Linked DNA regions of Sus scrofa: region 1 is linked to region 2. Evidence: chromatin contacts called from public Hi-C data. All regions are on one chromosome and are shown on one strand. The core of a region is the stretch at or near the end of the contact, and the rest is flanking DNA. Distances in the headings are between cores, read along the strand shown. Region 1 holds the start of PBX3 (pre-B-cell leukemia transcription factor 3). Region 2 holds the start of MAPKAP1 (target of rapamycin complex 2 subunit MAPKAP1).

The links. A called contact is a pair of places that touch in the nucleus more often than the background predicts.
Region 1: a contact with region 2 is called in a Hi-C map of skeletal muscle, with 2.7 times the contacts expected there. The contact joins the promoter of PBX3 here to the promoter of MAPKAP1 in region 2. A contact is called at or near these places in 1 of 5 promoter capture datasets (liver), 12 of 47 Hi-C or Micro-C datasets (alveolar macrophages, embryonic fibroblasts, epiblast stem cells and 6 more) and 1 of 2 datasets of contacts at active chromatin or transcription factors (alveolar macrophages).

What each region holds. Positions count from the first base shown.
Region 1 is chr1:266,382,034-266,385,085 of Sscrofa11.1, reverse strand. PBX3 (pre-B-cell leukemia transcription factor 3) reads right to left here and starts at 1,775. Exons shown (of 9, transcript XM_021068936.1): 1 at 1,486-1,775; 2 at 475-548. The coding sequence starts at 1,685.
Region 2 is chr1:266,344,903-266,347,709 of Sscrofa11.1, reverse strand. It overlaps MAPKAP1 (target of rapamycin complex 2 subunit MAPKAP1), which reads left to right and starts at 1,326. Exons shown (of 11, transcript XM_021068873.1): 1 at 1,326-1,771.

The DNA of each region.
Region 1 (3,052 bases), core at 526-3,025, 37 kb before region 2:
CAACTAAAACACTAATTCAAACATGCTCCTGGGGTCTGTTCAATTGCAGCTATTCTGTGTAACCGAAGCTTAAGGCTAAGTAAAACAAAGTTCGGGGGATGCTTCTCTCCGGGACTCGGTCCCTGGCATCCAGTCTCCCGTTGCTCCTTTTAAAAACTGACATACAAACAAGGCAAAAGGAGCAGGAGAGGGTGGCTGGAGCTCCGGCCCCCTCCCCACCTGCAGCCAGGGGTGGCCGCCCGGGGACGGCGACCCAGCCCCGTCCGCATCTACACTTCATTTTACACCAGGAGCGGAATTGAGAAATCGACTCCAGATTTATTGCAGTTTTTCCTCAAGATCAGGAGGTGGGAAGGAAAGAATGATCAAAGATGGCGGTGCCCAAAAGCAGCAGCTCTCAACTGGAGAGTCGAAGGAGTAGCTCGGACCCCACCTCGGGGGTCTCCAGGCCCACGGCCGGGCGCAGCGTCTTACCTGTTTTCTCTTTGATCTCGCACAAGACGCTGAAGAGCGCGGGTTTCATTCTGTGACAGTTCAGGGCATGTTTCCTAAAAAACAAATAGCAAAACACAAAGGTATTAGCATCACCTATGGAATAATATGGCGCCTTCCTTTAACTTAGACCCAAGATTTCATTCCGGCCCCCTATTTTGGAAGGCTCTTTGGAACCACGGCAAGTCAACAGAACTCAAGTTGACTCAGTTGGCGACAGCCGGCAAGCTCCGGCAGCCAAAGCTCCAGCCCGAACGAAGCGCGACCCATCTGCCCGGCAGGCAGCAGCCTCGGCGACCGCAGGGCGCGAACCCGCGCGGGCAACCGCGATCCGGGGGCAGACGGCGGCGACCCAGGGGACAGGACGGCGTGGAGGGGCTCCTGCGTCCGCCCTCCGCCGGGGGAGCGGGCGCGCACGGGCGGCCGGCCGACTGCGGCCAGCGGGCGGTGACAGCTTGGCAAAGTTTGCCAGGCGGCCCTCCCTTCCCGAGAACTTGGCCGCCTGCGCCCGGACCCGCCGGGGAACCGCCCATCGCCCCGCGGCGGGGCCGGGGCGGCCGCCCGCACAGCGAGGTCGTCCGGCGGCCAGGCGGAGCCGGGCGCCGGGACTCCCGGCCGAGCAGAAAGTTGCACTTCCCTCAAGTGCGGCCCGGGGCCCGCTCGCCGCGGCGTGCACCGGGGTCCGGGCGGGAGGTTTGAATCCGTACGAGGGGGCCGGGCTGCCACAGGGCCGGACGCGGGGGTGAGAGAAACCCACACAATCCACGCGGCACCAAGTCCGTCCCGCGCCCCGAGAGCAACTTTGCCGCCTCCCGCCTGCGTCGAGGGGCGCGGGGCAAGTCCCCCGCGAGGCCCGGGCGGGCGGCCTGTTTTCGGAGAAAGTTCCCCGCCCCGGGGCTGAGGCCCCCGGCCCGGGCGCCACCCGGGGCCGGACTCTGCCGCGGGCCCGGCTCCCGCACACACACAAAAGATGCTTAATGAGACGACACCAACTTTGCTTGCGCCTCGTCCAAGCTCTGGTCGGTGATGGTCATGATCTGGTGGAGGATGTCGCCGATGTCCTGCTTCCTGCCGTCGCCGTCCGCCCCTTCGTGGCCGTGCGGGGGAGGCGGCAGGGCCATGCCCCCCTGCACCGAGTGGCCGGCCAGGTTCACCCCGGCCAGAGTCTGCAGCATCCTGGATTGATCGTCCATCCCGCCGCGCGCGGGCGGGAGCGGGCGGCGGCGGCGGCTGAGGCGAAGGCTGAGGCGGCGGCGGCGGCGGCGGCGGCGGCGACGAGGGAGGAGAAGAAAGAGGGGGAGGGGGAGGGGGAGGCGGCCGCGCGCTCCCCGCCCGCGCGGGGAGGGGGCGGCCCGGCCGGCGGGGCCCGCGGCTGAGGCGGTGCAGACGGGCGCCCGGCTCCGGCTTCCGCCGCCGCGGAGGCTGAGGAGAAGCGCCGGGCGGAAGCGCTGGGCTCCGCGGCGGTGGCGGAGGCGGAGGCAGCGGCGCCCGCTGCCCTCACGCGGCCGCCGCGCCGCCTCCTCGCCGCCGCGCGCCCCGCCGGGTGGCCCCGCGCAACTTGCTCCTCAGCACCGGCCGAGTTGTTGGGACGCCCGCCGCCACCCGCGCCAGCCTGCGCACTCCCCTCCCTCGGCCCCCGCCGCCGCCGCCGCCGCCGCCTCGGCCACCTCGGCCGGGCGGGATCCGAGCCCCGGCGGCCCCGGGGGAGGGAGCGGCGGCGGCAGGCGGCGGCGGCGGAGGAGGAGGCCGGCGGGAGGGCCGAGGGGAGCGAGAGGGGGCGGAGGAGGAAAGTTTGGGAGCGGGCGAGCGGGCAGGCGCGGTGGGGGCGCGGAGCCCGAGGAAGGGCCCCGGCGGGCCGCGCGCCGGGCGGACAGCAGATTGATGGGGCGGGAGAAGTCGCCGCCGCCACTGCCGGAGCCGCGCACCCTGCCAGCAGCCGCCGCGGACCGGGCTCGAAGGCCGTTCGGCTGAGGGATTGACAGGCTGCCAGTGCCACTCACTCACTGCGGCCCCGGCGCCCGGGGGGAGGGGCGGGGGCGTGTGGGAGGGCGGGGGGAGCGCTCCCCAAAGCCCCGCCCCCGGGGGCGGTGCGCGCACTCATTGGGCCTTGCGCCTCCCGCCGCCGCCGCTGGCACCGCCCCCGGACTTCTGCCCGCCCACTCTGGCCTCTGATCCCCAGCGCCCGAGAGCGCGCCACCGGATCTTTACGCCTCGTCTTGTCCTCTATCGCCGGGATGGGCCGCCCCGGCCCGCAAACGGTGTGCCCGCACCCCGGCTCATGTCTCTAGTGCTAGCAGTCCTGAGTGTGTAGAGTTGTATACAGGACACGGGGCAACTCGTTCCAAGGCCAACCATGTGCTTCCCCACAGCGCTGTGAGCTTCACGCCTCGGACAGCGCCTTGTACACTTTCCCGCTCTTCCCGTTTTGAGGTGGTATCCTTGGGGTACCCCACCGCCTGTTTGCAAACCAATCGAATCACTCTCGGAGCCGAGCGGGGCGGGACAGAGTCAAGAAAGGGCTGTCCCTATTGGAGCGTTCGAAAAGTCCTGGGCAGAGGGG
Region 2 (2,807 bases), core at 77-2,576:
CAGAGCACCTCCAACAGGTCACTGATGGAACTATGGTGGTATGTGTGCAGAACTATGGTGATAGTTGGGTGGTAAGATGCATTTTTCCCCTCCCTATGAGCTAAGAAATCAATCATATATTTGAATACATGGGGTGGATTCATGGTGTATTTATTGGTAATTTTAATATTGGGTAAGATCCCTCCTGGGCTGAAATTCAGCCTTGATTTTTTCCCTCCCCTTCCCTTTGCTAAGGTGTATTTTTGAGAGCCACAGTCCAGACTATCTGTCATTGCATTGCTTGAGTCCTTCCTCCCCCTTCACGGCAGCTTCCCCTACGGATTCCCCGAGGGAACGAGATTACCAATAATGAGCTTCTGTTTGGGGCGGGTCCCATATCTCCAGTAAACCTCCCTGCAGTTCTTGAGGAAGATAATTATCTCCATTTTACAGATAATAGAATAGTAACTAACATTTACTAAGTTAGTGTGTCAGGCACTGTGCTGAGTGGTTTTTTTTGTTTGTTTATTTTGTTTTTGGCCTTGTCTGGTCACGCCCCTCCCCCTGACCACCCTCCCCGCCCGATAGAAGTTCCTGGGTCAGGGATCTAACCCCAGAAGTATCTGGGACCTACGCCATAGTTTCTGCAATGCTTAATCCTTAACCCCTGCGTTGGGCTGAGAGTCGTCCCGGGCCTCAGCAGCAACCCAAGCTGCTGCAGAAATAGAGCTGGATCCTTGACCCGCTGCACCACAGTGGAAACTCCTGTGCTGTTTTTAAAGTATCATCTCAGAGTTCCCGTCGTGGCGCAGTGGTTAACAAATCCGACTAGGACCCATGAGGTTGCGGGTTCTATCCCTGGCCTTGCTCAGTGGGTTAAGGATCTGGCGTTGCCGTGAGCTGTGGTGTAGGTCGCAGACGCGGCTCGGATCCCACGTTGCTGTGGCTCTGCCGTTGGCCGGCGGCTACAGCTCCGATTAGACCCCTAGCCTGGGAATCTCCTTATGCCGCGGGAAGCGGCCCTAGAAAAAAGCAAAAGGACAAAAATAAAATAAAATAAAGCATCATCTCATTCACTCTCACAGCAGTACTCTAAAATCGGAACTACTGTATGCACCGGAAAACTTAGGGTCAGAGAGGGGAGTTGTCTCATTTTAGGATACACAGTAGGTTAGAGTTAGAATTTGAACCCATGTCTTCCTAACCCAGAGACTAAGAGGCCTCATCACTTTTTTCAGTATCAACTGAGGGCTTTTTTTTTCCCGTGGAAGCGGGGAGAAGGAAGGAAATTCGAAAAAGGCTGACGTTAATTTCTACCCAATGCAAACCGAGAAGTCGGCGTATCTCGCCAGACTGGCTGACAGCTAGTCTCTCAAACCTGAGATTTACCCGTGGCCAGGGAAGCGGTGCGCATGCGCACGGCCTCCCGTTCGGCCCCGCCCCCCGGGAGGGCTTCCCTCCTTGCTCTTGGCTCTGGGGCCTGCGCACTACGTCCCCAGCCAGGGGCTTCTTCCCGGTCGGGGACTTCCGGTGCGTGGGGTGCGGTTCCGGGTCGTGGCGGGGCTCCGGTCAACAGGACTGCTGCTCAGCCGGCCAGCGGCGGCGAGCGGCGGGGGCATGAGGGCTGGCCCGGAAAGCGGCTGCTGAGCCGGCTGGGAGGAGCGCCGGCCCCCGAGGATTCCGAGAGTGCGCTGCTCGGGCTGGGGCCGGGAGGCGCGGGGTGCCGGGCCCTCCCCTCAGGAACGTGTCCCGGGGCCGACCCGGCCCGTACGTAGTGTGGCAGCAGCTTCAGGTAAAGGTTACCCCAGCCGCTAGCTCCTTCGCTCCCTCGCCTGTCCGCCCACCCGAGCCACCTGGCGGCCCTCCTTACTCCTCGCGCTCGGCTCTGCCTAGTGGGCAGCCTGTCTGGCCCTTGCTCTGGTCTCCTGTGAGAATCCGTTTCCTGGGCTTTTCCAGAACTGGAGGCTGCTATGAACTTGACAGCTGGGTGTGTGATTTGGGGGAGGAGAAGCTAGTGGCCTGGTAGTATTGGGGTTTGGTAAGGGTACTGTTGACCCTGGCAGTTTCTGGCCCTACCCTCAGCAACGTCTTGGTGTCTTAATCTTCATAACGTGAAAAGCAAGTTTTTAAAGCACTGCCTGTGCAGTCTCTGTTACCTAGCGCCCCTGCTCTCCATTGCCCCAGAGGGGTAAACAGCCTTGCAGAACTGTTTTTTTTGGTCTAGCCTGAGTGCTGATGGAACTTTGATTCAGCTTTTTGTTTATGGGAGTGGCATAGAGTCTTCTAGATCTGTTGAAGGCTGGAAACAAAACAAAACAACTCTTCGTAGTTTAAACAAGAGCATTACTTTAACCAGACACCTAAAAGTTGACTCAGAGATTGGTTCAATTTTCATTCTAAATGAATGCAAGTGATTTTCGAAGCCTATCACAATACCTGGTACTGTTCAAAAGCATCATGTTATAAGCCAAAAGTAGTGAAGTTCACAACTTCCCTAGGTGTGAACAGTCAAATGGAGGCAGATGTTTAGGCATATCAGTTAAAACAAAGTCAACATTCTCATTCTATTCCAGCAAGCAGAAGGAGTGGATTCCTAATTTAAAACCGCAGGGAAAGGAGGCATCATGTTTTCTTTTTCATATTCTCTGAGCTCACACAAGATGATCTGTAATTGCTGAAACAGTTATTGATGAAGTATTGATATTGGGAGGACCCCTCGTGGCTCAGTAGTAACAAACCCGATAGGATCCATGAGGACACGGGTTTCATCCCTGGCCTCGCTCAGTGGGTTGAGGATCTTGTGCTTTGCGGTGAGCTGTAGCATAGGT